Linked DNA regions of Callithrix jacchus: region 1 is linked to region 2. The links are chromatin contacts, called in public Hi-C maps. All regions are on one chromosome and are shown on one strand. The core of a region is the stretch at or near the end of the contact, and the rest is flanking DNA. Distances in the headings are between cores, read along the strand shown. Region 1 holds the start of LOC144580450 (a long non-coding RNA gene). Region 2 overlaps TBCE (tubulin folding cofactor E).

Region 1 (5,640 bases), core at 2,992-5,491, 260 kb before region 2:
TTAAACCGGGGATGGTAGTGATGAAAGGGAAGCAGGAGGCGAGGACAGTGCAGTGCCTGCACTAGGCACTAGATGGCGACCGAACACACCACGAAGGACAGCACGTGTTTTGGGACAGGGGTTTCCTGGGAGATTGGAGCCGTTGATCTATGAGGACCCCTTGACCGAAAGTCTAATCTCTGACGCAAACGAGCCAGAGTGAGCGGGAGCCAGGTCAGCTGTGTTAGTGAGAGTTCTCCAGGGAAACAGAACCAACAGGATGTGTGAGGGGAAGAGATTCACGTTGAGGAGTGGGCTCATGTGACTGGGGGGCTGGCAGGGTGAGACCCAGGAGAGCGGAAGGCGCACAGAAGCCCCCTGGCTTAGGAAGGCCGGTCTTTTTGTTCTAGTCCGACCTTCAGCTGATTGGATGAGGCCCACCGACATTAGGGAGGGCCTCTGCTTTACTCGGAGTTCACCAATGTTCAGGGATTTTTTTTTCTTTTAATATAAAATGAGGCTGGGCGCGTTGGCTCATGCCTGTAATCCCAGCACTTTGGGAAGCCAAGGCAGGCAGATCACGAGGTCAGTTCAAGACCAGCCAGACCAACATGATGAAACCCAGTCCCTACTAAAAATACAAAAAGCCAAGCGTGGTGGTGAGTACCCATGATCCCAGCTACTCGGGAGGCTGAGGCAGGAGAATCGCTTGAACCCGGGAGGCGGAAGTTGCAGTGAGCCGAGATCGTGCCGCTGAACTCCAGCAGGGGCAATAGAGCAAGACTCCATCTCAAAATATATATACATATATATGTATATGTATATATATATATAAAATAAGGTCCTGCTGTGTTGCTCAGGCTGAAGTGCAGTGGCACAATCATAGTTCAATACAGCCTCAAATTGTTGGCCCCAAGCAATCCTCCCACCTCAGCTTCCCAAGTAGCCAGGATTACAGGTGTGCACCACCGTGCCTGACTGTAATGTCGATCTCACGCGAAAACACCCTCCCGGTTGACACATAAAGTTAACGGTCACACACACAGTTTAACCTGTTGTTCCAGAGAAGCTGTGATATTTCACGGAGACCCGCATCCTCCATCTCTCTCTCGCCCTCTCCAAAGAGCCCCATGATGAGTGGGAAGTGCTGGAGCAGATGTGGTGGCGCGTGCCTGTAGTCCCAGCTACTCTGGAGGCTGAGGCAGGAGAATCGTTTGAACCCAGGAGGCAGAGGTTGCAGTGAGCCAAGATTGCACCACTGCATTCCAGCCTGGGTGACAGTGTGAGACTCCATCTCAAAAAAAAAAAAAAAAAAGAGTGAAATAATTAAGGCGGAGCAATGGAGAGGGACAGCCTGCTTCAGCAAGACACAGAGCCCCACGACGGTGCACCTGTGGGATCAGGGCTCTCTGGTGACGCCAAACTCTAGGGAGGGAGGAAGGAGGAGGAAAGGAGGGAAGAGAGGGAAGTGGGAGGAAACAGGGACAAAAGAGAAGGAATGGCCTCTGGGACGGGAGTTGGCTTGGGTGGGTTCCAGGCATAGTGACTTTCATCCCACCACTGGCTCCATGTGGAGTGGGGACTGGATGGATAGTTCTCCAAGGCTAAATGGGGGTGCTACTCCCAAAATCAGGGAGAAGGTAGCAGATACTTTTTTTTGAGACGGAGTTTCATTCTTGTTACCCACGCTGGAGTGCAATGGCGCAATCTTGGCTCACTGCAACCTCTGCCTCAAGGGTTCAAGCGATTCTCCTGCCTCAGCCTCCCAAGAAGCTAGGATTACAGGCACACGCCACCATGCCCAGTTAATTTTTGTATTTTTAGTAGAAACGAGGTTTTGCCATGTTGGTCATGCTGGTTTCAAACTCCGGACCTCAGGTGATCTGCCCGCCTCGGCCTCCCAAAGTGCTGAGATTACAGGCGTGAGCCTCGGTGCCTGGCCCTGGCGGTGAATCCTGAACCTCCTTTAAGCTTAACCACGCCCCTCCAGGACCATATAATAGCCTGTTCTCAGAGAGCTAGTTCAAGCCCTGGAAGTTCCGATGGCTCCCCATCCAGCTGTGAAGAGAAGTAGGCAGGCCACATGGTGGCTCTAGACAGAGACGGGGACAAGGACTCATCTCAGTGACATGAGAAAAAAAGGGAATGAAGATTGTCCGTGAGAGGAAAAAAACGAAAACTAAGAAATATTGAGACTATTGAGAAGGAAGATCAGGCACAGTGGCTCATGCCTGTAATCCCAGCCCTTTGGGAGGCTGAGGCAGGTCACTTGAGGTCAGGAGTTCGAGACCAGCCTGACCAACATGGTGAAACCCCATCTCTACTAAAAAAAAAATTCAAAATTAGCCAGGCATGGTGGCGCACACCTGTAATCTCAGCTACTTGGGAGGCTAAGGCAAGAGAATCATTTGAACGTGGGAGGGGGAGGTTGCAGTGAGCCGAGATCGTGCCATTGTACTCCAGCCTGGCAACTAGAGTGAAACGCCAACTAAAAAAAAAAAAAAAAAGGCCAGGCACAGTGGCTCACACCTGTAATCTCAGCACTTTGGGAGGCTGAGGCAGGTGGATCACCTGAGGTCAGGAGTTCAAGACCAGCCTGACCAATATGGTGAAACCCCATCTCTACTAAAAGTACAAAATTAGCCAGGAATGGTGGTGTGCGCCTATAGTCCCAGCTACTCAGGAGGCTGAGGCAGGAGAATCACTTGAACCTGGGAGGTGAAGGTTGCAGTGAGCCAAGATCGCACCACTGCACTCCAGCCTAGGCAACAGAATGAGACTCTGTCAAAAGAAAGAGAGAGAGGAGGAGGAGGGGGAGGGAGGGAGGGAAGGAGGAAGGAAGGAAGGAAGGAAGGAAGGAAGGAAGGAAGGAAGGAAGGAAGGAAGGAAATATTGAGAAGGAAAGGAAAAAGTAATAGAAAACAGCCTCTACTGAGACTTGGAATCATAGGACATTCTTCCTGTTTAATCCTGGCAGGTTAGCATTCTGTGAGCGAGTCTTTCCCCTTTGCCTTGGCTGCCAGGAAGCTCGTAGCTAAATTCTGGGTTAATTATAGCAGTTTTCCTTAGCCTGAGCTTCTCCTCCCTGCATTACTGCAAATCCTTTCTGGAAGTAGGCAGGAAGACTGAGCATTTGTGATTTTCTTGCTACCTATCTATTCCCCCTGCTTTGATAACTGGACACCAAATTCCCTCCAGGAAACGATCCTTCTCCTACTCTTAGACCATGTGCTTATGGCAGAGGGTTCCAGCTCCATCTCAGGAGTGACACAGGTGGCACAGGTGTGAGTCAAGCAGTTACGCCAGCTCCCTTGCCACAGTGCTTGATTTTTAGGTGGATATATGAGCCAATTGGAGTCAAAGAAATGCAAAGAACAGTTTACCAGGAATCAGGGGATAGAAATTGTTTCCACCGGACTTGACATTGAAGGATGTGAGTCTGAAGCTACCACAGCTGTATGGGGACCGGGGGAAGCATCTGCCCAAAAATACAGCCCAATCAAGAGGTGAGTCCTGCAGGGTGAAGAGAGAGAAAGAAACCAGATCCACGTTCATCACTGGGACCCCCAGGTCCAGCTGTACCTGAAGCCCACCCAGCTGTCAAACAACAAAGTCCCTTCCGCTTCAGTTCACCTGGGTCGACAAGCATAGACAAAACACCTTACTTTGCTTTCTCCGACTCTGTGAAGAGTTTGTGGTTATGGCCGAATATGTAAAAAATAGAGGAAAAGGAGAAGTAGGAAGAATCCACCCATAACCCCATAACCTGGAGATAATGATCAAAATGAACTTATTGTTCCTAAAATTTACTTTGAAGATGGGGAAAAAAAACACCTTTCGTGAGCACCTTCGAGCATATCAATAACCCAAAATCAGACCCCTTCACAAGTGTCTCCCTTTAAGCCGCATGACAGGACAGTTTGTAGCTCATTTCCATTTAGCTGTAGAGAGTAATTCTAGCAGACTTTGACTTAGATTCAGGGATTTTTTTTTCTCCTCCCACATTCAAAAGCCATAAATCTGTACTCCAGGAAGCCAACGGCATAGTACGAGGAGACACTCCCTATTCTGGGCTTGGCTCGGAATCAAACAGCTTTTTGCTAGAACAGCTGAGCTGGCTGAATGAGCCGCCTGTCTCAGGGGAGCAGCTGGCATTTCAGGTGTGCCCTTTATCTTTCAGAAGCCACCAAAAGAGCCGCATGGAGGCAGTGCTGTTCCCACCAGGCTGCTGGTGATGCTTACTTTCTTGCCTGGAGTCTGGGTAAGTGACCGAGCTGGCCTGAGCCATAGGGACCTGACCTGCCAGCAGTCCCTGGGGCTCCAGCTGGGTGGGCAGCCATGGTGGGACAGGTGGATTCCAACCAACAGCACTTTTATTTGACCATATTTTTTTAATTTTTATTTATTTTGAGATGGAGTCTTGCTCTGTCACCAGGCTGGAGTGCAGTGGCATGATCGTGGCTCACTGCAGCCTCCGCCTTATGGGTTCAAGCAATTCCCCTGCCTTGCCTCCTGAGTAGCTGGGACTACAGGCATGCATCACCACGCCCAGATAATTTTTTGTATTTTAGTAGAGAGAGACAGATGTTCACCATGTTGGCCAGGCTGGTCTCAATCTCCTGACCTCGTTATCCACCCACCTCAGCCTCCCTAAGTGCTGGGATTATAGGCACGCACCACCACACCTGGCTAATTTTCCTATTTTTAGTAGAGACAGGGTTTTACCATGTTGGTCAGGCTGGTCTTGAACTCCTGACCTCGTGATCCACCCGCCTCGGCCTACCAAAGTGCTCGGATTACAAGCGTGAGCCACCGCGCCCGGCCTAAAATAGTTATTTTAATTCATAATTACAATTGAAACATAATCATGTAGACTCACAATGAAAAATAATACAATTAACGTGATTTTCAATGTCGTCTAATACTCAGGCACATTTAAATTTCCCCAGATAGGATGGGCACAGTGACTCCACACCTGTATCCCAGTACTCTGGGAACGGATCCCAAAATTCAGCGCTGTAGAGGTCATTGGCTTCCTCGGGAAAAGCAGCCCCAGTGAATGGGTGGAACAGAAGTTGGATAAAGTTGGTCACAGGAGAAAGAGAGAAGTAGAGACAGCAAGCATGAACAGTAGAGACATTTTGCTCCGCAAGTGAGGAGAGAAATTAGTGCTGCCTGCAGGGGAGGTGGGGTCAAGAGACTTTTTTTTTATTTGAGATGGAAGTCTTGCTCTGTCGCCCAGGCTGGAGTGCAATGGTGCGATCTCGCCTCACCGCAACCTTCGCCTCCTGGGTTGAAGCAATTCTCCTGCCTCAGCCTCCCGAGTAGCTGGGATTACAGGCATGCGCCACCATGCCCAGCTAATTTTGTCTTTTTAGTAGAGACGGGGCTTCTCCATGTTGATCAGTTGGTCTCGAACTCCCGATTTCAGGTGATCTGCTCACCTCGGTCTCCCAAAGTGCTGGGATTATAGGCATGAGTCACCGTGCCAGGCCGAGGCCTTTTTTAAGGTAGGAAAAAAATCCCACCATGTCCTTGTGCTAATGGAAATAACTAGTTACAGAGGTGAAACTGATGAAGTGGAAGAGAGAGAAAGAATTGCAATATCCACGATGACCCAGAAGGAATGGGACCCCGGGAGCAGGCTGAGAAATGTGAACA
Region 2 (5,584 bases), core at 7-2,506:
CTGGGTTACAATTAACTTTTTTTTTTTTTAAATACAAGGAATTGCCTTGGCTTGGCAAGAGGTGGCTCACACCTGTAATCCCAGCACTTTGGGAGGCCAAGGCAGGAGGAGCACCTGAAGTCAAGAGTTTTGAGACCAGCCTGGCCAACATGGTGAAACCCCATCTCTACAAAAAATAAAAAAAATTAGCTGGGCATGGTGGCGCATGCCTGTAATCCCAGCTTCTCAGAAGGTTGAGACACAAGAATCACTTAAACCTGGGAAGTGGAGGTTGTAGTGAGCTGAGATCACACCATTGCACCCCAGCTTGGTGGGCAGAGTGAAACTATGTCTCCAAAAAAAAAAATAGAGGCATATACTCTAAAATGATGATAAAAAGTATAGTATAGTAAACACTTAACCTAGTAACATCACCGTTTATTATTGTCAAATATGTGCTGTACATAATTGAATGTGCTATATTTTTATATGACTGGCAGCACAGTAGGCTTGTTTATACCAGTGTCACCACAAACACAAGTCACATGTTACACTACAGCATTAAGATGGCTACAACTTCACTAGGAGATAGGAATTTTTCGGCTCCAGTGTGATTATGGGACCACCTTTGTATATTCGGTTTGTTGTTGACCTACATATCATTATGTGGTGCATGCCCATTTTTGAATTCTTTTTTTTTTTTTTTTTTGAAACAAGAGTCTCATTGGCATGATCTCAGTTCACTACAACCTCTGCCTCTCCAGTTCAAGAGAGTCTGCTGCCTCAGCCTCCCGAGTAGCTGGGATTACAGGCGTCTGCTACCATGCTTGATTAATTTTTTGTAATCAAGTGATCCTCCCTCCTCGGCTTCCCAAAGTTCTGGGATTACAGGTGTGACCCACCATGCCCAGCTTAGTACATCTTATTAAAGGGGAAATGTTACATATTCTGAAAGGAAGTTCATTGGCACTAGTAAAGTTTTGGAGAGCTGGCTAGCAAGCTCTGATTGGTGAGTGACAGTGGTGGGTGAAATTCGAATCAGGGCAGATTGTTTTAGTAGCTATTAAATAAAAGCGGCATCGGGTTTCAACAGGCAGTTTCAGTAGCTGGGCTTGTAGCAACTTACTTCTTGGAGCAGGTGCTGTGGTGCTTTGAGTGCTTTTTCCCCTTGGCCCCTTGACTCTGAATTTGTTGGGCATGACAAGAATGACCCAGTTTCTGTAATCAACTTTCACAAAATTCATGGCTGTGCACAGTCACCGGTGTTCTTCCTAGGTACCGCTGCTCTCCACTTCTTGTCTTTTGGGGGAGTTGAGGGGTTCAAATATGGTAAGTAATTTTGAAGTCCTCTCTATCTTATCCCTAGACAGCAGAGTGACTTGCATTTTTTTCATTCTAAGCTACAGAGTATGCTCTGGACAGAACTGGATGTATCAGTATTCTACCCACTCACCTTTTATTTCAGTGGTTCTGTTTCCAAGCAATGATAGGATTTCTCTTTTCTGGTGGGAAATCAATCTTAAAATGTAACATTTCTTTAGCACTAGGGAGCAGAATCTAACTTTAATACTTGGCATCAGAGAGGATGTACTGTTCCAGCCTGTGTCTGTGATAATGGACATCTTAGGAAGTGGATGCTTGACAATTTAAGAAATAAAGTGCTAGAAAGAAAGGGTAAATGTTTAAGGTTAGACACCCCATTCACCCTGATGTGGTCGTTACACATGGTATGCCTGTATTAAAATACTGTATGTACCCACAAAAATTAAACTAAAAAAGCCCTTGATTGATTCCTCTTTTGTGTGTCATAAGCCTGTTGTAAAGTGTTTTGAGGCTCTTGGATGAGCATTAATGGGTTTGTATAAAATAATTCTCTTGGTGTGGTGTAAAGTGTTGGAAGATTTCTTTTTAAATCAGGAGGTCTAATGATAGCATGTGGACAGGGTGCACCTCTGTTTAAAAAGGTGGTAGCTCTACTTCATTTTTGAAAGCCTGACTTGAATCAGAGCAGAATTATAATTGTGTCAACACAAAAGCAGTCAAGATGAATATTAAATTCAGCTTATTAGAGAAACCAAAAAACAAGTCTACAGCAAGATGCTTATCTACTACTCTGTTTTTCTCATGGGAAAACCACCTCACTGGGTCAGCTCTTTAGATATGATAGCACTGAGCTTTGCAGGAAAGCTAAGAGTTCTCTTCTCATGATGAACATTTAGTTATGCAGCCTTGCCAAACACTAAACATTCCTGAAACAAACAAGGTATCAAGATCAACACGTATTAGAAACTCTCCAGAGACCTGGCCTTTTCCAGTAGCTTGTATCCAAAGCTCCAATAAGAAAGAAGCTTACCGTGGACGTTTGGGAGTCTACTGGGGACCCTTTACCTTTGTGTAGTGTTGCCAGATTCAGCAAAGAAAAATACCAAATACATAGTGAACTTTGGATTTCAGATAAACAGCAAATCAGTTTTTTTCTTAAAATTTTTTTTTTTTCTTTTTTTAGACACAGAGTTTCGCCATGTTGGCCAGGCTGGTTTCCAACTCCTGACCTCAGGAGTTCCACCTGCCTCACACCTCCCAGAGGTGTGAGCTACCACGCTGGGCCCGTTTTTTTTTTTTAGGATGAGTATGAGATATGCATGGGGGCATACTTACTTGAAAATGACTTACTATTTATCTGAAATACAAGTTTAACTGAGCATCTTTAATTTTATCTGGCAATTCTGCTGGGGACATAGGACAAAATGAATCTTGATAACTGGGTTTTATGAGCACATCCTGTTTCCATAAAGGCCATGGGTCAGGATGATGATTTTGCCAGCAACATGTGTATTGGTGGGCAGAAGGAGGAAGGAACCTAAACAGTCCAAATGCTTCCAAGAGAAACATTTTTGGGCACCTCTCCCTGTATTCTCATCCTCACCAACATTTTTCTCTTTAGACATAGTTCAGAATTTCAGGGTTTGGATACAGTTTCTTAATATGTTAATCTATAATCTCAGTGGCATCTATGTGGATTGTTACAGTTTACCTCTTAGAGATTTGTTACCAATGGACACCCATTCAGCCAGGATTTTTCATTATTTTTTGAGGCTGTTTTGTTTCCTGCTGGAAATGTCCCAGTAAATATCGGTCTTTAGTGTCAGTCTTTGATCTGTAAAGGGCATAGCGTCTGCTTTGCAACTACTAACACCATTCCTAACTCTCCTTTCATCTGCCTGCAGTTAAACGCAACAGTAATAAAAATCTATTCATGACTTCTTATTTTTTTACCACTGTTTTAAAAAGTGTAAATTTAGGACAGAGATGCAAACCATGGTATTTGTGTTCTACATTGTTTTCTCATTTGTCATTATTATAAATGTATTAGTTGAGCTCTTACACTTTTTCACTGAAATCACATGTTTGAAAAATAAAATTTTCTATTTCTAGTTCCACCACCCCCATGTTACTCCTCTAAGGAAAATCAATACTGTTTCATAAATTTCAGTATGAAATTAATTTCACAAATTTCAGGTTTCACTGTTTTATAAAACAAAATCTATTTTATTTTATTTTTTATTTTTTTGAGACGGAGTTTCGCTCGTTACCCAGGCTGGAGTGCAATGGCGCGATCTCAGCTCACCACAGCCTCCGCCTCCTGGGCTCAGGCCATTCTCCTGCCTCAGCCTCCTGAGTAGCTGGGATTACAGGCACATGCCATTTTTTGTGTTTTTAGTAGAGATGGGGTTTCACCATGTTGACCAGGATGGCCTCGATCTCTTGACCTCGTGATCCACCTGCCTCAGCCTCCCAAAGTGCTGGGGCAAAATCTATTTTAACGAGACTCTAGAAATGGTTTATTAGATGCAAAACTTGTTTGTACACATTTACATAGATTACGGTTATATAAACAAACAGTCGGCCCGATGCAGTAGCTCATTCCTGAAATCCCAGCACTTTGGGAGGCCGAGGCAGGCAGATCACCTGAGGTCGGAAGTTTGAGACCAGCCTGGTCCACATAGAGAAACCCCATCTCTACTAAAAATACAAAATTAGCTGGGTGTGGTGACACACGCCTGTAATCCCAGCTACTCGGGAGTCAAGAGAATCACTTGAATCTGGGAGGCAGAGGTTGTGGTGAGCCAAGGTTGCCCCATTGCACTCCAGCCTGGGTAACAAGAGCGAAACTCCGTCTCAAAAAACAAAGCAAAACAAATTGAACTATTTTTCTAACATCTAGTAATGCACCTGAGGATTTATTTCACCTTCTTAAACATAAAGTGTTTAACATTAATATTTAATTGTTAGTAAACACAAGATCTATTTATATGTTGCTGTACGAGTAAAGGAGTCCAGGCACGGGGCTCAGGCCTGTAATCCCAGTGCTGTGGGAGGCCTAGGCGGAAGGATCACTCGGGCCAGGAGTTTGAGATCAGCCTGGTCAACATAGTGAGACCCCATCTCTACCAAAAATGTAAATAAAAAAGGGAGATAACCTAGAAGTGATCTTTTAAATTTCCTCCAGAGAAGCACCTACAGGTTTTACAAATGTTTTATATTCAGTGGCACTGCTTTTGCTCTGCTACTTTTTGTTTTTGTAGTTTTTTTTTTTTTTGAGACAGAGTTCAGCTGTTGGTACCCAAACTGGAGTGCAATGGCACAATCTCGGCTCACTGCAACCTCCGCCTTCTGTGTTAAAGCAATTCTCCTGCCTCAGCCTCCCGAGTAGCTGGGACTACAGGCACGCACCACCATGCCCAGCTAATTTTTGTGTTTTTAGTAGAGACCGGGTTTCACCTTGTTGACCAGGATGGTCTCGATCTCTTGACCTCGTGATCCATCCGCCTCGGCCTCCCAAAGTGCTGGGATTATAGGCATGAGCCATTGCGCCCAGCCTGTTTTTGTAGGTATTTTTATGCAGGATCCTGTTTGATGCCTATGATAGGACAAAAGACCACTGCTTTTTTTTTTCTTCACCAAACTTCGGCTCATTCATCCTAAAGACCCAGCTCAGATTCTACATCTTTTCAGAATATACTCAAGATCAGGGACTTGGGCCAGGCGCGGTGGCTCAAGCCTATAATCCCAGCACTTTGGGAGGCCGAGGCGGGTGGATGACGAGGTCAAGAGATCAAGACCATCCTGGTCAACATGGTGAAACCCGTCTCTACTAAAAATACAAAAAATTAGCTGGGCATGGTGGCACGTGCCTGTAATCCCAGCTACTCAGGAAGCTGAGACAGGAGAATTGCCTGAACCCAGGAGACGGAGGTTGTGGTGAGCTGAGATCGTGCCATTGCACTCCAGCCTGGGTAACAAGAGTGAAACTCCGTCACAAAAAAAAAAAAAAAAGAAAGGAAGATCAGGGACTTTTTCTGTGCTATGGATCCTTTTGGCAGGCACAAAATGATACTTTTAAAAGCAGAAATAAAATACAAAGGAAATCAGTTACATTAAATATAGTAATCAAAATATTTTTAAAAAATTGATATATACATAGAATGTGCATGGGAAAAATTGATACACTAATATATGTCTTTATTAAATAACATTAAATGATCTACCAGTAGGTCTAATAACTACTAAATTTTGGAGCAATGATGAGAATAACTGATCTTTT

What was found. A called contact is a pair of places that touch in the nucleus more often than the background predicts.
Region 1: a Hi-C map of skeletal muscle shows a contact between it and region 2, with 3 times the contacts expected there. The contact joins two enhancer-like sites. A contact is called at or near these places in 2 of 3 Hi-C or Micro-C datasets (both in skeletal muscle).

What each region holds. Positions count from the first base shown.
Region 1 is chr19:50,127,707-50,133,346 of calJac240_pri, reverse strand. It overlaps LOC144580450 (a long non-coding RNA gene), which reads left to right and starts at 128. Exons shown (of 4, transcript XR_013529977.1): 1 at 128-638; 2 at 3,314-3,485; 3 at 4,160-4,240. Within about 2 kb of position 4,241, at least 2 of the 16 cell types and tissues checked have an H3K27ac peak or open chromatin away from gene starts, as enhancers often do. A contact at or near this core is called in skeletal muscle, where this site is marked.
Region 2 is chr19:49,865,418-49,871,001 of calJac240_pri, reverse strand. All of the region lies in intron 4 of TBCE (tubulin folding cofactor E), which reads left to right. Among named protein-coding and RNA genes, the nearest start is that of TBCE, 22 kb to the left of the region's middle. Within about 2 kb of position 1,256, at least 1 of the 16 cell types and tissues checked has an H3K27ac peak or open chromatin away from gene starts, as enhancers often do. A contact at or near this core is called in skeletal muscle, where this site is marked.